2 separate regions of the Xenopus laevis genome follow, and region 2 is linked to region 1. A link is a contact called in public Hi-C data. All regions are on one chromosome and are shown on one strand. Each heading gives the region's core, a stretch centred on a gene start, on an enhancer-like site or on the middle of the called end of the contact. The rest is flanking DNA. Distances are from core to core; before and after follow the strand shown. Region 1 holds the start of arhgap29.S (Rho GTPase activating protein 29 S homeolog). Region 2 has its middle 41 kb from the start of trnar-ucu.

Evidence for each region. A called contact is a pair of places that touch in the nucleus more often than the background predicts.
Region 2: a contact with region 1 is called in a Hi-C map of the XL177 cell line, with 1.9 times the contacts expected there. The contact joins the enhancer-like site here to the promoter of arhgap29.S in region 1. A contact is called at or near these places in 3 of 4 Hi-C or Micro-C datasets (the XL177 cell line, the XTC cell line and animal cap).

What each region holds. Positions count from the first base shown.
Region 1 is chr4S:83,368,569-83,372,413 of Xenopus_laevis_v10.1, reverse strand. arhgap29.S (Rho GTPase activating protein 29 S homeolog) reads right to left here and starts at 2,058. Exons shown (of 24, transcript NM_001105265.1): 1 at 1,922-2,058.
Region 2 is chr4S:83,480,729-83,484,573 of Xenopus_laevis_v10.1, reverse strand. No RefSeq gene overlaps it. Among protein-coding and RNA genes, the nearest start is that of trnar-ucu, 41 kb to the left of the region's middle. Within about 2 kb of position 2,068, at least 1 of the 7 cell types and tissues checked has an H3K27ac peak or open chromatin away from gene starts, as enhancers often do.

The DNA of each region.
Region 1 (3,845 bases), core at 809-3,308:
GATGACTCCCTCAATATGAAATCACGCTACATTGTACAGTGCTGTATACACAAATATTACAATAAAAATATACATACTTCCAACCTCACACACTAGAATAGATTCATATATTTAATTCATTAATTCTTCTGTACACCTGTCCTTTATCAACAAGATACTTGTTATGCTCCCACATATCCCTTACGGGTTGAAGTATATTTACACAAATCAGTTATATTGCCAAAAATTTGCAACTAGCATGCAGTTTATATCGTGAGTGTACAGGATTTTCCCACCTACTACTACCTAATTATGTCCACTCAAGTCTTATATTGCATTTACTGTACACACAACACTATTATGCAAGTTCCCAAGTGGTGTTGATAGACACAATGGACCGTGGAGTTAATGGACTATACAGGCAGCACATAGTGTCAATGACCCTAACTGATTATCAAAGAACTTTCAGAGACATGTTCAGTTGAAGGCCTGTGTAAGCAGTCAGAGTGCAAATATGTGAGAAACCATTTAGCTATAATGCCCCCTAGCAAAATATTTGGACACACGTGACTTTCCTTTGTAATTGCAGCTACTGATTTCCCTCATGGAGCCCCTGTCATGCTGAGCTACTGTCCAAGCTCTTGCTGAACTACCCTAATTTGTGCCCTGTACTAGTTTCCCATGTTCATTTCCAACATTACTGACAAGTTACTAGTTCTGTGTGTTCATTCACAGCACTACTCACCAGTTTACTAATTCACTCCACATTCCCAGCATTACTCACTAATTTACTAGTTAGCTCCACATTCCCAGCATTACTCACCAGTGAACTAGTTCTATGCGTTCATTCTCAGCACTACTCAGCAGATTACTAGTTCTATTCATATTCCCAGCACTACTCAAGAGATTACTAGTTCTCTTCACATTCCCAGCACTACTCAGCAGATTACTAGTTCTCTTCACATTCCCAGCACTACTCAACAGATTACTAGTTCTCTTCACATTCCCAGCACTACTCAACAGATTACTAGTTCTCTTCACATTCCCAGCACTACTCAACAGATTACTAGTTCTCTTCACATTCCCAGCACTACTCAACAGATTACTAGTTCTCTTCACATTCCCAGCACTACTCAACAGATTACTAGTTCTCTTCACATTCCCAGCACTACTCAGAAAATTACTAGTTATCTTCACAATCTCAGCACTACTCAGCAGATTACTAGTTCTCTTCACATTCCCAGCACTACTCAACAGATTACTAGTTTGCTTCACAATCTCAGCACTACTCAACAGATTACTAGTTCTCTTCTCATTCTCAGCACTACTCAGAAGATTACTAGTTATCTTCACAATCTCAGCACTACTCAGCAGATTACTAGTTCTCTTCACATTCCCAGCACTACTCAGCAGATTACTAGTTATATTCACATTCCCAGCACTACTCAACAGATTACTAGTTCTCTTCACATTCCCAGCACTACTCAGAAGATTACTAGTTATCTTCACAATCTCAGCACTACTCAACAGATTACTAGTTCTCTTCACATTCCCAGCACTACTCAACAGGTCACTCAGACAGTGCTCCCATGACCACTACACGTGATCACTATACGCCCCCACCAAGACCTCACATTTCAGCCTCCCACCAAACTTCCCAGTGGAGTCCAAGCACCCCTCAGACTTTGACTCTCGTGGCACGTCCCAGTGTAGCCGCAGACCCGGACTCGCTCCTCAGTCCGACTCCAGCTTGGAGTATGCAAGACTAGTGCCTAGTTGAAATCACGCCGCTTAAGCCTGGTTTGTGTGTTCCTTATTCTGAAACCGCCGAGTCTCAGTTAAGACCCCGTGGCGTCAGTAAAGTTCCTCGAGTAAAGAGTAATCAGAGCAAATCCCACAGCAACCACGTCTCCAAATATGAGCCCAGTAAGTAGCAAATTACCTGAGCAGTGAAACCAAAGCATCCCTGAACGGGACACCGGCGAATTCCAATCCTTCTGAAGTGACACAGAGTCCCGGTAACGGTTTAGCAGAAGCTACTCAGTCCTCATCAGTACCCAGCCACACACGCGCAGCGCCTCCTCTGACCAACTAATACAGTAACTCATCCGCACTCTACGCCGAAGCAAACTCCATTAGAGGCCACGCCTGCTAGTTTGCCTAAGCCCGCCCCCTCAGTGCTACAGTTCCTCTCACACTCGAGCCTAAAAACCTAGGAGTCCCCAGTTGGCGCGCAGGATGCTTTGGTATGCAAAGAACATTTACCTCTTCTCTACCTCCGCTGCTCTGGCCCCGCCCACATTCCACAACTCCAATTCACACTAGCGAGATGTTGCTGCTGGCGAGTCATTCCAGTCTCTGCCCCACGCAGAATTATTAGAGGCGGAGACAAGAAACAGGTGGAACGGTCTCATGATGTTTGCGGCGTGCAAGTGTTGTGCAGTGACTGCTGTGCGTGGTAATCGGGTTATCTAGCAGTGTTTCATTTGGAAATGACTCGTGCTTATAGAATTGTAAACCTGAGCGATTCGATACAAAAAGGTATCTCTTCAGTGATTGGCTAGCAAAGCAAGCAGCTCTTGGCATTATTACAGTAGCCTAACCCTTTGTTTGGAAAATATACTTCCGGTACTTCCCAATCCCAAGCAGGTGTGTCAATTTAGAGTAAGAGGACTTTACAACTGCCGGGGGCCCAGCACTGAATGAAAAGTACTTTCCGTATATGTTGGGGTTGTTCACGCTGGAGAAGAGGCGCTTAAGGGTAAGGACACACTGGACGATTTGTCGCCAACGTTTTAAAAAAGTAAATCGCGGCGACAAGACGATCGTCTTTTTTGAACAGACGATTCACAGCGACTATTGGCACAGAGCGATTTGTATCCCATTACTCTGTGCGGTACGTGCTCCACCCAAACCGGAAACGGTTTGTGCTTCCCGCTATAACCTGGCGTCTTTACGTGCTTGCGTTCTTGCGTCATTGCGTTCGCATTGTAATTTGAATACAATTGCTGCTACTTATCTGTATGTGTGTGCGTGTCTAGGAGATTTCAGTGCTTTTCTAAGTACATGCTATTTCTGATAAATCGCTCGGAAAAGGGTCTCAGTGCGTTTTGGAGCTACAGGCGATTCACAAACGCGCTGTGGGCACAGGAGCTGGCGTCTTTCATTTGGTTTTGTTCAGAGACAAAACGAGCGATATGTCGCCGCGATTTGCTTTTTAAAAACGTTGGCGACAAATCGTCCAGTGTGTCCTTACCCTAAAGGGGTGGTTCACCTTTAACTTTTAGTATGTTATAGAACGGCCAATTCTAAGCAACTTTTCAATTGGTTTTCATTATTTTGTTTTTTCTAGTTTTAAAGGTATTTGCCTTTTTCTTCTGACTCTTTTGACTTTGAAATGGTCGTCGCTGACCCCTCTAAGAAGCAAATGCTCTGTAAGGCTACAAATGTATTATTTTTGCTAATTTGTATTTCTCATCTTTCTAGTAAGGTCCTCTCCTATTCATATTCCAGTCTCTTCTTCAAACCAGTGCATGGTTGCTAGGGGTATTTGCACCCTAGCAACCAGATTGCTTAAAATGCAAATTGAAGAGCTGCTGAATAAAAAGCTAAATAACTCAAAAACCACAAATAATAAAAAATGAAAACCAATTGCAAATTGTCTCAGAATATCACTCTCTACATCATACTAAAAGTTAACTCAAAGGTGAATAACCCCTTTAAGGGGTAATATGATAACTATGTATTAATAGGGTTGCCACCTGTCCGAGTTTAACCCAAACAGCCTGGTATTTGAAAGGGCTGTCCTGGTGAAACTTTCCTGTCCAGATTTCCAAATAAGGAAATCCGGACAGTACGAACATGTC
Region 2 (3,845 bases), core at 819-3,318, 110 kb before region 1:
TGTGTTGTTATACTGTAAAGGTACTAGCCTACACACACAACTCCTATTATAAAATCGTGGTTCGTGATTAGTCTCTCAATGCTCCAAGTTTGTACAAAAAGCAAATAAAGGAAGAAATCATAAGAACAGTATTTTCCTAGATGGCAGATAAAAATCTTTTATTGTGCTAGTCAAGCACAAAAGACTTTATTTACAGTCTATAAATTATTGAAATATTGTATCCTTTCTTCTTTTGAAATCCACAGAAAGGCAGCAGCCATTCTGCAGAAGCTGTTTAGGGTTTGCAACAATTCAAAATTATGTGAAAGGAGGACCTGGAGGGGGAAGGTGTCATCTGGGAAGGACAGAAATAAAAGTGATGGCTGTGTCTGAGGCATAGAGGCGGGGAAGCCAATATATGATACATATAAAAGCTGCCGTTATAACAGGCATGGATGTTTAAACAGGAAAAAAAAAAGATTTTGAGTTTCATGTTTACTTTGAAACAGACCATTTTACAACTTTTTACATCTGGGTGACAGGTCCCCTTTAACATTTCCTAACAGGATTAATTACAAGTGTCTGATAGCACCTGCTGGGAACTCCGTGAACCATAACCACAAAAGCAGTAAAAAGGAGCTTTCATTTCAAGGAACATTGATCCCTGACCTTTTTGACCTCTTACTGCAGGCAAATCAGGGGTGTAAAGGACCTTGCCCATTAGAATGGCTTCATTGCAATCCAAGCTATTTTTGTTGCAGGGTTAGACACCATACTTTGAATCAGGGCATTGCAAAATGGTGCTGTGAAATAAATCACACGATAGCCAAGATAACAGAAGAATAGCACAATCAAAATACATTTCATTGCATCTATATTGTAGTAGAGGTAAATATTCTATAGCATAGGGCCTATCATCCCACTGAATTTAATTACAAAACATTTTACAAACCTGCGTTCAGCCATGTCCATTTAAATCAGTATATAACAGGCGATCATTTAAAAATTAATCAGTCTTGAGATTTCATTCCCTCTGTACAATAAGCACCTTACTCACTTTTTATTATAAAGAGATTATAAATCACCCTCTTTCTTCCACCTATTAGGCAACATCATTAAACAGTTCCTGATCCATGAAAAATATTTAATATATTGGTCAAAATAATAGACAAAACTAATTTCCAAAGCATAATTATGAATCTGAGTTTGATCCTATGCAGGATACACCTCTACTGTTCTATATATGAAATCCAACAACAAGAATTCCCTAGCCATTATAAATCCAAAGTTGCAAGCTGGGTACTGTTTATACAGGTCATTGATCACACCACAGTTGACTGAACAAAAAGCAAATCCTGTACAGTTGCCAGGGATTATTTAGTAATTTAGATCAGTGTCCTTAAACAATAGTACTGAATGTGCAGTGAAATTATGTAGTATCTGAACTAGTGGCCCACGATCTTATTGGAGAAACACTCCAATAAAATTGCCCCCCACATGTTGCCAGCTTTACTGTATCCTTCTATTAAATCAGTTAGGTATAAGTCACTGACATTTTTCAAGTATCTAAGCTATTCTTTCATGAAGGACCCTTTCTGCATTGCATTTGTGCATTGCATGCCTTTGAATGTCGCTGTGACAAAATCTATAGTAAGTATAACTGTTACATAGTCATTCTTAGTTTACACTTACTGGTAGTCTTGTCATATAGGTAATATGTTTCTTTTTTAGTAGGGTTTACAACCATGAATACTTTGTAGTTATTGTCTTCCTACCAATTGAAAGAGAAAACTCTGGCTCCGCCTCCCTCAGGATACCCACAGAACGAGTCTGATAAAGAGTTAATGAGCTGCGTGAAGGTTGTGGGTCCTCCATCTTGCACAAGTGGCCTGCTGTAAGTAAGTACATCCTAGTAATGATAGATTCAGTTTGATCAACATACAGTATAACCACTGCTTCCATCCAGTGAAGCAATAATATCTGACAGTAGAAGTTGTCGTTAATAATAGGTCCAATACGCAAAACTCAAGTGCTTTATTGTGTCACGACATGTTTCGAGCTGAGCTCTTTCTCAAGTGATAACAACAGTGTGTCTCCATTACATTCTTAAAGAGTAAACTCCACCCCTATTTAGTGGTAATTAAGTAACATCTCCCCCTCCCACGCCTTTGTAGTCCAAGACTAGTGATATAAAACACTGGGAATCCCAATTGCCAATGTCCTGGGGGTACATTTTAAGGGCCTAGCCCTTGGGGATCCAAGAGATAAAAAGTCCAAACAGTTCATTGTGATAAGTACAAAGATTAATATAAGTAAGTATAAAAGTCCAATAGCCATTTAAGTACTGATGACCTTAAATGACACCAGCATTGCTCAGTCTTGGACTACAAAGGTGTGGGGTGGGAGATGTTACTTAATTACCACTAAATAGGGGTGGAGTTTACCCTTTAAGAATGTAATGACACCAGCATTGCTCAGTCTTGGACTACAAAGGTGTGGGGTGGGAGATGTTACTTAATTACCACTAAATAGGGGTGGAGTTTACCCTTTAAGAATGTAATGGAGACAGACTGTTTTTAACACTTGAGAAAGAGCTCAGCTCGAAACATGTCGTGACACAATAAAGCACTTGAGTTTTGCAGCAAAGTTCTGCGTATTGGACCTATTATTAACCACAACTTCTACTGTTAGATCCTAGATACTTGGCATCTGGACTAACTAAAGTAAAGGGGAAGCTTATTTGGAAAGTTTACTAAAACACAGAATGGTTCATCTCAACGTGTTTAAAGGTAACCCCTGACCTGAATCTTTCCACTTACCTAATAGAAATTTTAAATATAGTCAGCAAATACTGTTTATGTCACAAAAAGTGTCATGGTCATATTTAAAAGTAAATATTGTAAAGCATTTTATGGCATTTGATAACTGAGCTTCATAGACCTGCTGAGCTATAAAGTACAGAGTGACATGGTAAGTAAAAATTTTGTTATACAGCGTTTCAATAGTCACAATGAAAAAAAACAACCGTGCTTCAATAATTCGTATTAATATTATAACACTGATATTTCTCACAAAAATATTGTTAAAAACAATAAAATAAAAATGTTCTACATGTACTTTACAAATAATTATATGCCCTGAAATAGTACCAAGGCTCTTATAATGAAACATGTTTGTGGCATCCCACAATGTGGCCACATCTTAGTTAACAGATCAAATTCTGCCCTGTGGGTCTGTAACTCTGGAAGTGAGTGCCAATGAGCAGAATATGATAAAAACAATAATTACTATAGGCCCCTGCCACCAATGTTTTTTTAAAAAATGTTTTTTGGGGCCCCAATATTTTTTACTTGTAAGGGGGCCCTGGCACCAATGCTTTTTAAAAAAAAAACTTTTATGGGGGGCCCTGGCACCAATGTTTTTTTTTTAAACTTATAAGGGGGCCTTGACCATCAATAGCTTTCTATAACTTGTGTGTGGGGGGGTTACCTTTTTAGCACTGATGTTCAGAGACGCAGCTAGAGGGTGGCGGGCCCTGGCACGGGACGTGCAGCTGGGCCCGTCCCCTCCGTACGCCCGGAAACGGCCGCATTAGAACAGAGTGGTGCGAGCTGCCGGGGGGGCCCTGAGGGGGTGCGGGCCCTGGCTCAATCGTACCCCCTGCTTCCCCGGTAGTTACACCACTGCTGATGTCTGTGTGGTCTTTTAACTGGGATGTGGAGTGGGCGGGGTCTGGGGCGGGGCTTGGGCGCCAGGGTGGGCGGGCCCCAAAATGTTGTTGTACGGGGCCCCGTGATTTCTAATGGCAGCCCTGAACTAAATGGATGTATGTAGGTTGGAACAACTCACACACATGCAGTAGAAAT